Regions from separate parts of the Zea mays genome. Here region 1 is linked to region 2. A link is a contact called in public Hi-C data. All regions are on one chromosome and are shown on one strand. The core of a region is the stretch at or near the end of the contact, and the rest is flanking DNA. Distances in the headings are between cores, read along the strand shown. Region 1 has its middle 200 kb from the start of LOC100278590. Region 2 holds the start of LOC103646623 (L-type lectin-domain containing receptor kinase IX.1).

Region 1 (5,180 bases), core at 2,235-4,734, 400 kb after region 2:
GAAATTTTTATAAATCTTATTTATGTTTTTTATCTATTATTACTCTTGATACATATATTCATAATTTGCACGAGAACTTAAGAATGACTAAGAGGACACTAACTATATTAACTATGCCAAGTAGTAGGGGTACAAATAGAATGTCAGTGTCATATCATTATACATATCTTGATTCTACTTTATTTAAATGCATAATAATGATTTTATTATTTTATACTTCTTACCTTATATATTTATTGTGACCTCCTACCTTATATATTACTACTAACTTTATATGAATGTATAACTTGCGTGATTTTTTGAAGTCAATTGAGGGTACATGTTAAAGTTTTTACCGATCGATTTTTAGATTCCGATCGTAACCGATGTAATTTTCGTACCGAACTTTCGTTTCCGATGTTTCCGAATTGCCGATGTCGTTTTCGTTTCCGGAGTTACCGTTTTCGATCTCGTTTCCGAGGAAAAATATGAAAACGAAAATGGTTTTAATGTTTACCGATCGTTTCCGACCGTTTTCACCCCTAGCAGTATAGACCTGATTCTTGGTATGTCATGGTTAAGAAAAGCAAAGGCGGTTATACACTGTGCAAGGGGAACTGTAGAACTCACCAGCTCTAAGGGAGAGAGATTTGAAGTTGAAATCACCGTAACTGTCTCTACTAGACCCGTCGTATTTCTAAGTGATGGGAAATTTGTAGGCAACAACATCCGTGTGGTTAGAGATTTCCCAGATGTCTTTCCAGAGGAGTTACCCGGGATGCCACCAGATAGGGAAGTTGAGTTTGTCATTGGTCTCTTACCTGGAACCGCTACCATTTCAAAAAGGCCATATAAGATGTCGATGGAAGAATTAAAAGAACTTAAGAAGCAACTAATTGAGTTACAGGAGGCTAGGTACATTCGTCCAAGTTCCTCACCTTAGGGAGCACCAATTCTGTTTGCATAGAAGAGGATGGATCACTGAGGATGTGTGTGGATTATAGATATCTTAATGATGTTACTATGAATAACAAGTATCCTTTACCCCGCATTGAGGACTTATTTGATCAGATGAGAGGTGCAATGGTGTTTTCCAAGATTGATCTCCGCTGGGGTTACCACTAAATGAAGATTAGGCCATCTGATATTCCCAAGATTGCTTTCTCAACCCGATATGGATTATATGAATTCATAGTTATGTCATTTGGACTAACTAATGCACCATGCTATTTTATGAATCTGATGAATAAGGTGTTCATGGAGTATCTTGACAGATTCATTGTGGTACGCTTCGACGATATTCTTATTTATTCCAAGGGTGATAGTGATCATGAGGAACATCTGCGGTTGGTGCTACAAAAGCTACGGGATAATTGACTCTACGCCAAGTTCAGCAAATGCGAGTTCTGGACTGACGAAGTGACATTCCTTGGGCACATCATCTCTAATGGTGGAATATCAGTGGATCCTGCTAAAGTCAGGGAGATAGTGTAACACCCGGATTTAAAGGATAAAGCCGGGTGCGTCTCATATGTGCACCAACAAAGAACAACACATATAATAACAGAGTGCATAGAGATAAATGTCATAAATATCATAAATGTACTTATTACATAGCAGAATTCTTACAAAATAAATGATAAATATAAAACAAACTAAATATTATTTCCCTGGCGCCACAAAGCTGACTGGGAGGCGCCACCTAGATCAAGTCGAACTCCTCGTTAGGCGGCTCTTCTTGAACCACCTGTTCTTCTCCTGTGGGGGTGTGAGACAGCAAGGGTGAGCTCACATATGTTCATCGCTCAACAAGTTGTGGAGAATAATGTGCATGAACTCGCCAAAGGTGGGAGTTCATGTGAAGTGTAAGGCTGATCAATAAAATAAAGGCTGAAGCTAAGCATTGCTTTTATAAGTTGGTCAAAATTTTATTAGCAGTTACTAAGTGTAAGTAAATACCAAACCTTAGTAACAAAAGTAATAATAAAATAATCCTAATGCGATGCAAATGACAAATTGAGTTCGATTCCATAAATTAATCATGTGAATGTCCGAGCTGCTTATGACCGTGAGCACGACTAGTATACCAGTTTTAAACTCTGCAGAGGTTGCACATCTTTACCCACAAGTCGGGTTACCCATTTTCCACGGGGTTGATTGGACCCCATACACCTCTACCAAGGAAGCGAGGTAGGGTACAACTACGAGGCCTTTACAAAGTTCCACTAGCATCAGAAAAACCGCTACAGTTTATAGGAAGCTCTAGTGCAGGGATCCCTCGTCTGATCGCCATCGCAGCAAAATCAACCCAAGGACCTCCCCACACTTACCACTCCCCTTCTTCCCTTGCCCCTATCGGGTAAGGTAGTCTTCCACTAGCTTTCCTAGTTAATCAGCCAAGGGCGTCCCATACCACCCTTGTGGTAGCACTGTTTTCCCGGGTGGTTGTCCATGTTCCCATTAACATAATGATCTTATCATGAACAGTAAATAATAAACTGATAATAAAAAGTGTAATCATGAGTGATGTATATCTCCATACCCAAAACCACATAAAGTAATAACATGTACTACCCAAAAATTTAGTGGTAAAACAAGGTATTAAGATAGCCAAACTAGGGTAACCTATTGGGTCCCATCAAAATTAACCTATGCAAATCATTATGATTAATAAGAACATGACTGGGTAAAAAGGAAGTGATCAAGGGCACAACTTGCCTTCAACGAGCTCCTGCTCAACGGTCTCCACCTGCTAAACCCGTGGATCCTCTATGGCTTGCTCGTCTACTCGCGTCAATACAAACATACATAGTATAGCAAAAATTAACATCATACCAAACCATAGGACATAATACATGATAATATTCTATGCTGCGTAACGAGATCGTAGGAACAAGAAGCATTAAATTCAGAGTTAGTTATTTAGTTATGAATTTCTGAAGTTATTAAGAACTTAGAATAGAATAATTCAAATAAAAAAATCTTAATTCAAGTTTCATGGCTAAACAGAGGTGCTAAGTCGTGAAGAATATTAAAACAAAATTAATGCCACTAGAATGAATCAATTTGGAATTAAAATGAATTTTATATAAATTATACAAATTTCTAGAATTATTTTTGTATTAAAAATAAATTTCTATAAGTATTTCACTAATTTCTCTGGTTTCTGGATTGGGCGCACAAATACTTAAAAGGCTAGGGGCTTTCTCGAAAGATTTCGCCAGACACAGAGAACCCCGAGGGTGGACCGCGGGTTGTTTTGGTGAATCTGCGAGGGCTCTTTTGCAAAAATCTTGGCCGAAGGGGTATAGAGCTACCAGAGCCGTCCGATCACAATTACACAACTCAGATTAGATCTTTAGGTTTAATAAACCGGTATCCTATTGAGACCGCACGATTTAAGATCTGCGGCCCAAATTTAATGAAACGCTGATCCAACCTCCGCCACCGGATTCGGGATCTACGGTCGCAAGAAGCCTTAGCCGAACCGGTTTCTTTGGTTTGATCTAGTCCGTCCATCAATCAACCCACGGCCAGCCATCTCCGTCAACAACCCTGCCCTCAAGACGGCGGCGCCAGAGCCAGTCACGACGACCGCCATTGCCGACACACGCCGCCTAGTGATTCCGTTCCTAAAACTTCTATCCGAAGGGCGCTTCGCTAAGTAGAAGAGGGAGGGAAATCCCTATGGGCGAACTCACCGAAGACGGCGACCGAGACGATGCTGGCCACGACGAGGGGCGATACCGCGGCGGAGGAGGAGCGTCGACGAGAAATTGTCCATACGCGAGGCGATTTTAGACACCCGCAGCACCCGGATTGACTACTGAGACCCCAGGCGGTGCTCTATGACACTTCCACGGAGCTAAATTATCGTGGAACCGCAGTTGGACTGGCGCCGATATCACCCACCCGCATGGCGATGTCTGCAATTTGCGCGGCGTGGTCTGGGCGGATGCAGTTGTTAGGTCTCGAAGGGTTGGCCCCGGTGTCCTTTTATCTCGGTCAGTGGAGGATGGCGCATACCCGCATGCAATGTGTGCAACAGCCTCGCCCGAGTCTCCCGGCAACACCGCAAGTCCGCGAACCATGGCGAGAAGAAAGGGGAGGTGGAGACACTGTGCCCTGGGTCCCACATGGCGGTGTTTAGGCACCTATTTGCAACCGACGGGGCGGGCCCACCTGTAGGAGCCAAAGGCCGATCCTCACATAAGCGCGGGTGTGTGGCCGACGGGCAGGGCCCATGTGTCGGCACGCATCTCATCCCTGGGCCACGAAGGAATCGTTCTTGGGCCCGTTTGGAGAACCCAGGCCCAAGCGGCGGTTTAATCTTTTTCTTTTTCTTATTTTTATTTTCTGCTCCTTTTCTTTTCTTATTTTTATTCCATTTTAAATTCAAAGTGTGTGGCAAATTTATATTCACATTAAATGTTCAGGTTGAACATAGTATGGTAATTATTTATTTATTTATAATTTTTATTTTGTTTTGTATAGTATTTCTCTCTTTCTATATTATTTCCAATTTTCCCCAATTTGCAATTTTGGGGTTAAATCCAAATTCTCAACTCTTTATTATCTTTTTATCCATATTACTATTTTATTAAATGCACAAACAACTAAACTCCAGCATGACGCACATTCTTTTATTTAGTATGTTTATTGGTAGTCAGGGTCAATCCTATGATTTGAAATATGCAAAAATGAAAATAACAACACGAGTGGTCAAATGAACCTTTTATATTTCTCTTTTCTTGTACATTCTATTACTCTCACTATTTGGGTATTACAAATAATGGTGTGGAGCATACCCAGTACAGTTACTGATGTCCGGAGTTTCTTAGGACTTGCAGGCTATTATCAGTGATTTATTGAAGGGTTCTCTAAGATTGCTAAGCCTATGACCTCAATTTTAGAGAAAGGAAAAAATTTCAAATGGACCTGGAAGTGCCAAGATAGTTTCAATCAACTGAAGTTAAGATTGATGTCACCCCCAGTGTTGATTATGCCGGATCTGCAAAAGGGATTTGATATCTATTGTGATGCGTGCGACTAAGGCTTGGGATGTGTTCTTATGAAAGAAACATGAGTTGAACTATCCCACTCATGACTTAGAACTGGCAGCCGTAGTGCATGCGCTGAAGATATGGAGACATTATATAATGGGAACAAAGTGCCAAGTGTACACCGATCACAAGAGTTTG
Region 2 (5,568 bases), core at 2,670-5,169:
AGAGGCAGGAGGACGTGAATGTGTGCCGTCATGTGTACAAATAGAACAATAATAAATAAATAAGTAAAAAATCAATCTTGCATCACATGCGGCTATTTTTGTGTGGTCCATATTACTTGAATATTGAAACTCAAACCACATTCAAATTTGAATGTAGCAAACGAAAATAATGGAAAGAGAAATTGGAAAAGAACAAAAATAAACAGAAAACCCTCCCTCGGCTCTGTGGGCCAAAACCGGCTGGGCCACTAACCCTCATCCACGCCAGCCCAACTGGGAGGGGGATCCGACGCCAATAGGTGGGACCCACTTGTCAGCCTCACGTGCAACAGCCGCGTCTGTTTCCTTCTGGCGTCGACATAAGGGCCCCACCGGCTAGTGGCACCATGCGCTGAATCACTTCCAGTTGCTAACTCTACAGCCCACTCGCTAGCCCCTTCCACCTCTCTCAACGCCGCCATGTGGGCCATGCTCATCGGATGCATCTCTTTCGCCGCATCACAACAGACTTCGTCGGTCTCGTGTCGGTCGTTACGCTAGTGCAATGAACTTCATGGGCTGCAACCTCTCAGATGCATATCTAGGTCACCCCGTGACTATCACCTCTATATAATGAGAGCCGATGGGGGGTCGTCGTCAGAAAAGGAACAGGGAGGAAGAAGCCACCGGTGGGAGGAAGAGAGAGACCCGCCCGCCGCTGCGATTCCTCGACCCGGTCGTAGTTCGGGGCATGAGATCATGCCCAGGGTGCTCGTCAGGGCTGGTGGGACTAATGCACGGAAGGATCCTGGTCGGTGGGGGAGTGCGATGGTTGGAATTTCTCACCGGAGGGCATGCATCGTCACAGATCCGTGTGCTGCAGTGGGTCGCCCTATATCCGCTCTCGTTTTTGCCATCACTTCCTCTCGATTTTGCATCAAATAGTGAGCAAGTAGAATGGGGCATCGAGGTGTGTGCGTGCTCGTTGGCGAGCACCACCATGAGCTCAGGATCGGGGTCAGAGGTTAGGGATGATGTTGTGACCGTTGATCAGATATTGGACGACTCAAATTAGGTCCTCGTGTACCCATTCGCTTGATTGATTCTGGATCATTGGATCAGGATCCGGTGGACAGGAATACGTACCCCTTCATCATTGATACCAAGCCCCTGATTCGGGATCCTGCGGCCACGATATCATACTGATTCACGTTATGATCTGGGCCATTAAGTGTAGATCAGACGGTTGAGATCATTGAATACCCCTTCGCTGTTGCAATATCGCTAAAGACCCTGGGTTCTTTTATATGTAACCTGCAGTCCATGCCTATAGGAGAACCATTACAACTAAGTTCGTTTTATTTCAAACTAGACCCCCGAGCTTATGTAAATAGTGTCCACAGCCCATCAAATCTAGGAACTTCTAAACTAAATAAAGAAAATGATTTTCAGTGTAAAAAATAATTATAGAAAACCCAGGAAATTCATAACTAGTTCGTTTTAACCCTGATTTTACCCGTTCAAGTTGCGTTAGCTTCATAATGAAATGGTCTACGCTTTGGTAACACTGTTTCATCATGTAACATATATAACTAATTTGTTTAACCTATGTTTATTGGATTAGCTTTTTGTAGTTAATGAAATATTTTGATTCTATATTTATAATTTGATCTCTAGTCAAGTTATAACCCAGATTAAGAATAGATTAATTATTTCTTTAGAATATCATATCACATGATTTATATTAATCAACATATAACTTAGTTTTAGTATTTAATCACCTAATCTCCCGAAAACTATATATTTTTACCGTAACATCGATCCTAGTGATTCTCGAACCTACGATCTCGTAGCGACGCGTAGAATATTCTTATGCGGATTATTTCTATGTTTTGGTGTAATATTATTTTTACATGCTCTTTGCCTATCTATATCTATGCTACGATAGAAGCGAGGTTGCGAGTCACCGGAAGGCTAAATTGGAGAAGTACCTAGAGTTGAACTAAAAAAGCAAGTTGTGCTATTGATCACTTTTTTACCTAATAATGTTCCTATTAATCACTTTGACATGCTCAGGTTAATTTGATGGGACCTAATAGGTTACCCTAGCTTGGATTACCCCACACCTTGCAAATAAATGAACTATTAGGTAGATTGGCTATGCTCTACCTGGTTTTGGGATTGATGTTATATCTGAATAAGATCATGTTACATGATATTGTTGGTTTAATTATTGTTCATGATAAGATTATTGTGTTAATTCGAACATGGAGCTTAACTTGAGATAATCGTGCTACCACAAGGGTGGAATGGGATGCCCTTGGCTGACTAATTAGGAAACCTAGTGGAGGACAACCTTACCTGAAAGGGGCAAGGGCGATAAAGGAGTTGCCGGTGTAGGGAGGTTCTCGAGTTGATCATGTTGCGATGGCTTTTCAGACGAGGGATTCCTATATCGCTCTTCTCACAAAATCGTAGCGTGTTTTCTGAAGCTAGTAGAACTTTGTAAAAACCTCGTAGTGGATACCTAGCCATTCACCTCGAAAGTGTGCAAGGGCCTTGCAAACCCTGGCTAGATGGGATACACGACTTGTGGGTAAAGGGCACAACCTCTGCAGAGTGTAAAGCTAGTATATCAGTCATGCTCACGGTCAAGAGCGACTTAGGACTCTCGCAAGATTAATTTATAGAATTAAATTTAATCTTTCATTTCATTGCATTGTGGGATTATTATTAATTATGGTCTCTTATTTATTGGGATGGTATCTACTTATACTTAGTAACTGCTAATAAAATTTTGACCAACTTATTAAAAACAACGCTCAACCTTAATCATCTCTTTGGTAAGTCTTACACTTCACATGAGCCCCTACCATAAGTGAGCTCATGCACATTATTCCCCACGACTTGTTGAGCGATGAACGTATGTGAGCTCACCCTTGCACTCACATCTCCAGGTCAAGGACAGGTACCACAAGATAAGGAGCATGGAGGATGTCGCGATGAGTTCGTGAGAGGTCTAGGCTGTTGTCTCCTAGTCAACTATGGTTGCGGAGGATCGTTGTCTTCGTATGATGTTATTATTTAGCTATATTGTACAAAACTTCTACTATATAGTAAAGATGTAACATTTGTTTCTGTACCATTAATCATCATATGTGTGAGACTTGACACTAGCACACATTTGATTCACGTCTGGATTTGCCCTTAAATCCGGGTGTGACATTTAGCATAAGTTACGCCCTATTTCAGAACAGACCGGAATTTTCGAACACCATGCCCACGAAACATGTCTGCGAACTTGTGATCCAGTTGTTTTCAAATTGTATAAAACACAAAAAGTCAAAAAAATCATGAAACTTGTCAACGTGTCATGATATCATATGTAGAGGCTATAATAAAAATTTAATACTATTTCATAAAAGTTGTCACGCACTATATATAGAAACCTAGCCGGCCTCTATAGAATAAAAATATGCTTTGCCGAGTGTAAGGGAAGACAGACGGCAAAGATTAGAGCTTTGCCGATAAAGAAGTCTGTTTGTCGAGTGTCAACGCCTAACACTCGGCAAGTTAATGGCCGTTAGCTATAGACGGCTACTGATGACACTTTGTCAAGGGCGTTTTTCGTCGAAAGTTTGATATTCGACAAAGCCCCCCTTTGCCGAGCGTCCGTGTAGGCCAAGGGTTCAGCCCTCGGCAAAGTTGGTCTGCGCCAAGTGGATTTTTCGTCGAGAGTGACACTCGGTAAAGCTTATTTTGCCGACTGCTCAATAAATTGCACTCGGCAAAAATCGCCACACTCGATAAAGTGTCGGATTCCAATAATAACTGTTTTACATTGTAAATTATAATGTTTATAAAGTAGAGTTTGTAACATAGAGTAAGATAAGAAGTGTGATAGAAAGTCTAGATTGTCTATGTACCGACTGTCGCATGCCTACCGATTGCCGCTAGAACCCTCGTAAAAAATCTGACTAGCTAGCTACTTGTGTAGACCGTCCCGATGCATGGGATCCACTTGACGACCTTCGGTTCGGAATTTGAGTATTACTACTATTAATGAGGCGTGATGATTGACTTATCTCACAGACTCACACACAAGTGCACAACTGAAGTATGCCATTGTCGACAAATTCCATGGCTCTAACAAACTTGTGCTCATGCCCAAGCAGCAGAGCTCATCAGCTGCAGCTTCTATGCTTCTGCTTGGCCCTCTCACTGCATGTCCCTTATCATGCCAATTCTCTCTCCTTCAGCTACAGCTTCTTCAACCCTGATGACTTCAGGCCGGAGGACGACGCGCAGGTCGTCGATGGCAGGATCGAGCTGCTCGGCGACGAGTTCAGAGGGCGTGCCAGGGGGCGGGTGTGGCACAAGCAGCCGGTGCAGCTATGGGACGGCACCACCGGCGAGGCTGCCAGCTTCACCGCGAACTTCAGCTTCAGCATCGAGTCAGTGGCTGGCAAGGGCGCGGCAAGCGCTGGGCACGGCATGACGTTCTTCCTCGCGCCGTACACGCCAAACTTGCCGCAGGAGTCCTACGACGGCTGCCTCGGTCTGTTCGATGAGAGCCAGGCGCTTAACTACTCCAAGTTCAACGCGTCCGGCGACTCGAGGTTCGTCGCCGTGGAGTTCGACATCCGCAAGGACATCTGGGACCCGAGCAGCCAGCACATCGGCATCGACATCAACAGCATGGACTCCCGCGGCGACTACACGGTCTTGCCAGACGGCAGCCTCGTCGACGCCGGCGTGATGTCCGCGACAGTCGTCTACGACAACCGCACGCGCAGTCTTCGCGTCACCCTGATGGTCGGAAGCGTCACTTACACGTCCGTAGCCACCGTGGACTTGAGAAGCTTGCTGCCGGAGAAAGTCGCAGTTGGTTTCTCGGCGGCGACAGGCGACGAGTACAACGCAAACCACACGGTGCTTTCGTTCTCTTTCGCCTCGACGTTGGCAACCAAGAACAGCACCTCCATGCCTGTGACTGTGACCTCGTCCACCAAGAAGGCCACCCTGCAACTCGGCGCTGGAGCGGCCGCCGCAGCGTTGCTGGTTTTCCTGCTCGTCGCCACCGTGGCGCTGCTACTAGTTCGGCGGTCAAGCAGAAGGGGCAAGAAACCATACGATGACGAGCAGCTAACCACAGACGGCGACGACTCCCTCGACGCCGTCGATGACAGCCACTTCGAGTCCAGCACGGGGCCAAAACCTATCCCGTACGCCCAACTCGCGGCGGCGACGAAGGACTTCGCGGCGGAGGGAAAACTGGGGCAGGGCGGGTCGGGGTCGGTGTACCGCGGCCACCTGAAAGAGTCCGGCCTCGATGTCGCCATCAAGGTGTTCTCTCGGGGGGCGTCCATGGAGGGACGGAAGGAGTACCGGGCCGAGGTCACCGTCATCAGCCGGCTGCGGCATCGGAACCTGGTGCAGCTCATCGGCTGGTGCCATGGCCGGAGGCGGCTCCAGCTGGTCTACGAATTGGTCAGCAATGGCAGCCTCGATGACCACCTCTACAGCACAGAGGTGACACTGACATGGCCGACGAGGTATGCGCATGTACCTATCTTATGGTCGCATTCT

The links. Hi-C and Micro-C count contacts between places; a contact is called where the count stands out from the background.
Region 1: a Hi-C map of bundle sheath shows a contact between it and region 2, with 2.8 times the contacts expected there. The contact joins the enhancer-like site here to the promoter of LOC103646623 in region 2. A contact is called at or near these places in 4 of 25 Hi-C or Micro-C datasets (bundle sheath, ear, leaf and 1 more).

Annotation. Positions count from the first base shown.
Region 1 is chr2:81,510,722-81,515,901 of Zm-B73-REFERENCE-NAM-5.0, forward strand. No RefSeq gene overlaps it. Among protein-coding and RNA genes, the nearest start is that of LOC100278590, 200 kb to the right of the region's middle. Within about 2 kb of position 3,485, at least 16 of the 20 cell types and tissues checked have an H3K27ac peak or open chromatin away from gene starts, as enhancers often do. A contact at or near this core is called in bundle sheath, ear, leaf and 1 more, where this site is marked.
Region 2 is chr2:81,112,905-81,118,472 of Zm-B73-REFERENCE-NAM-5.0, forward strand. It overlaps LOC103646623 (L-type lectin-domain containing receptor kinase IX.1), which reads left to right and starts at 3,920. Exons shown (of 2, transcript XM_008671333.4): 1 at 3,920-5,534. The coding sequence starts at 4,099.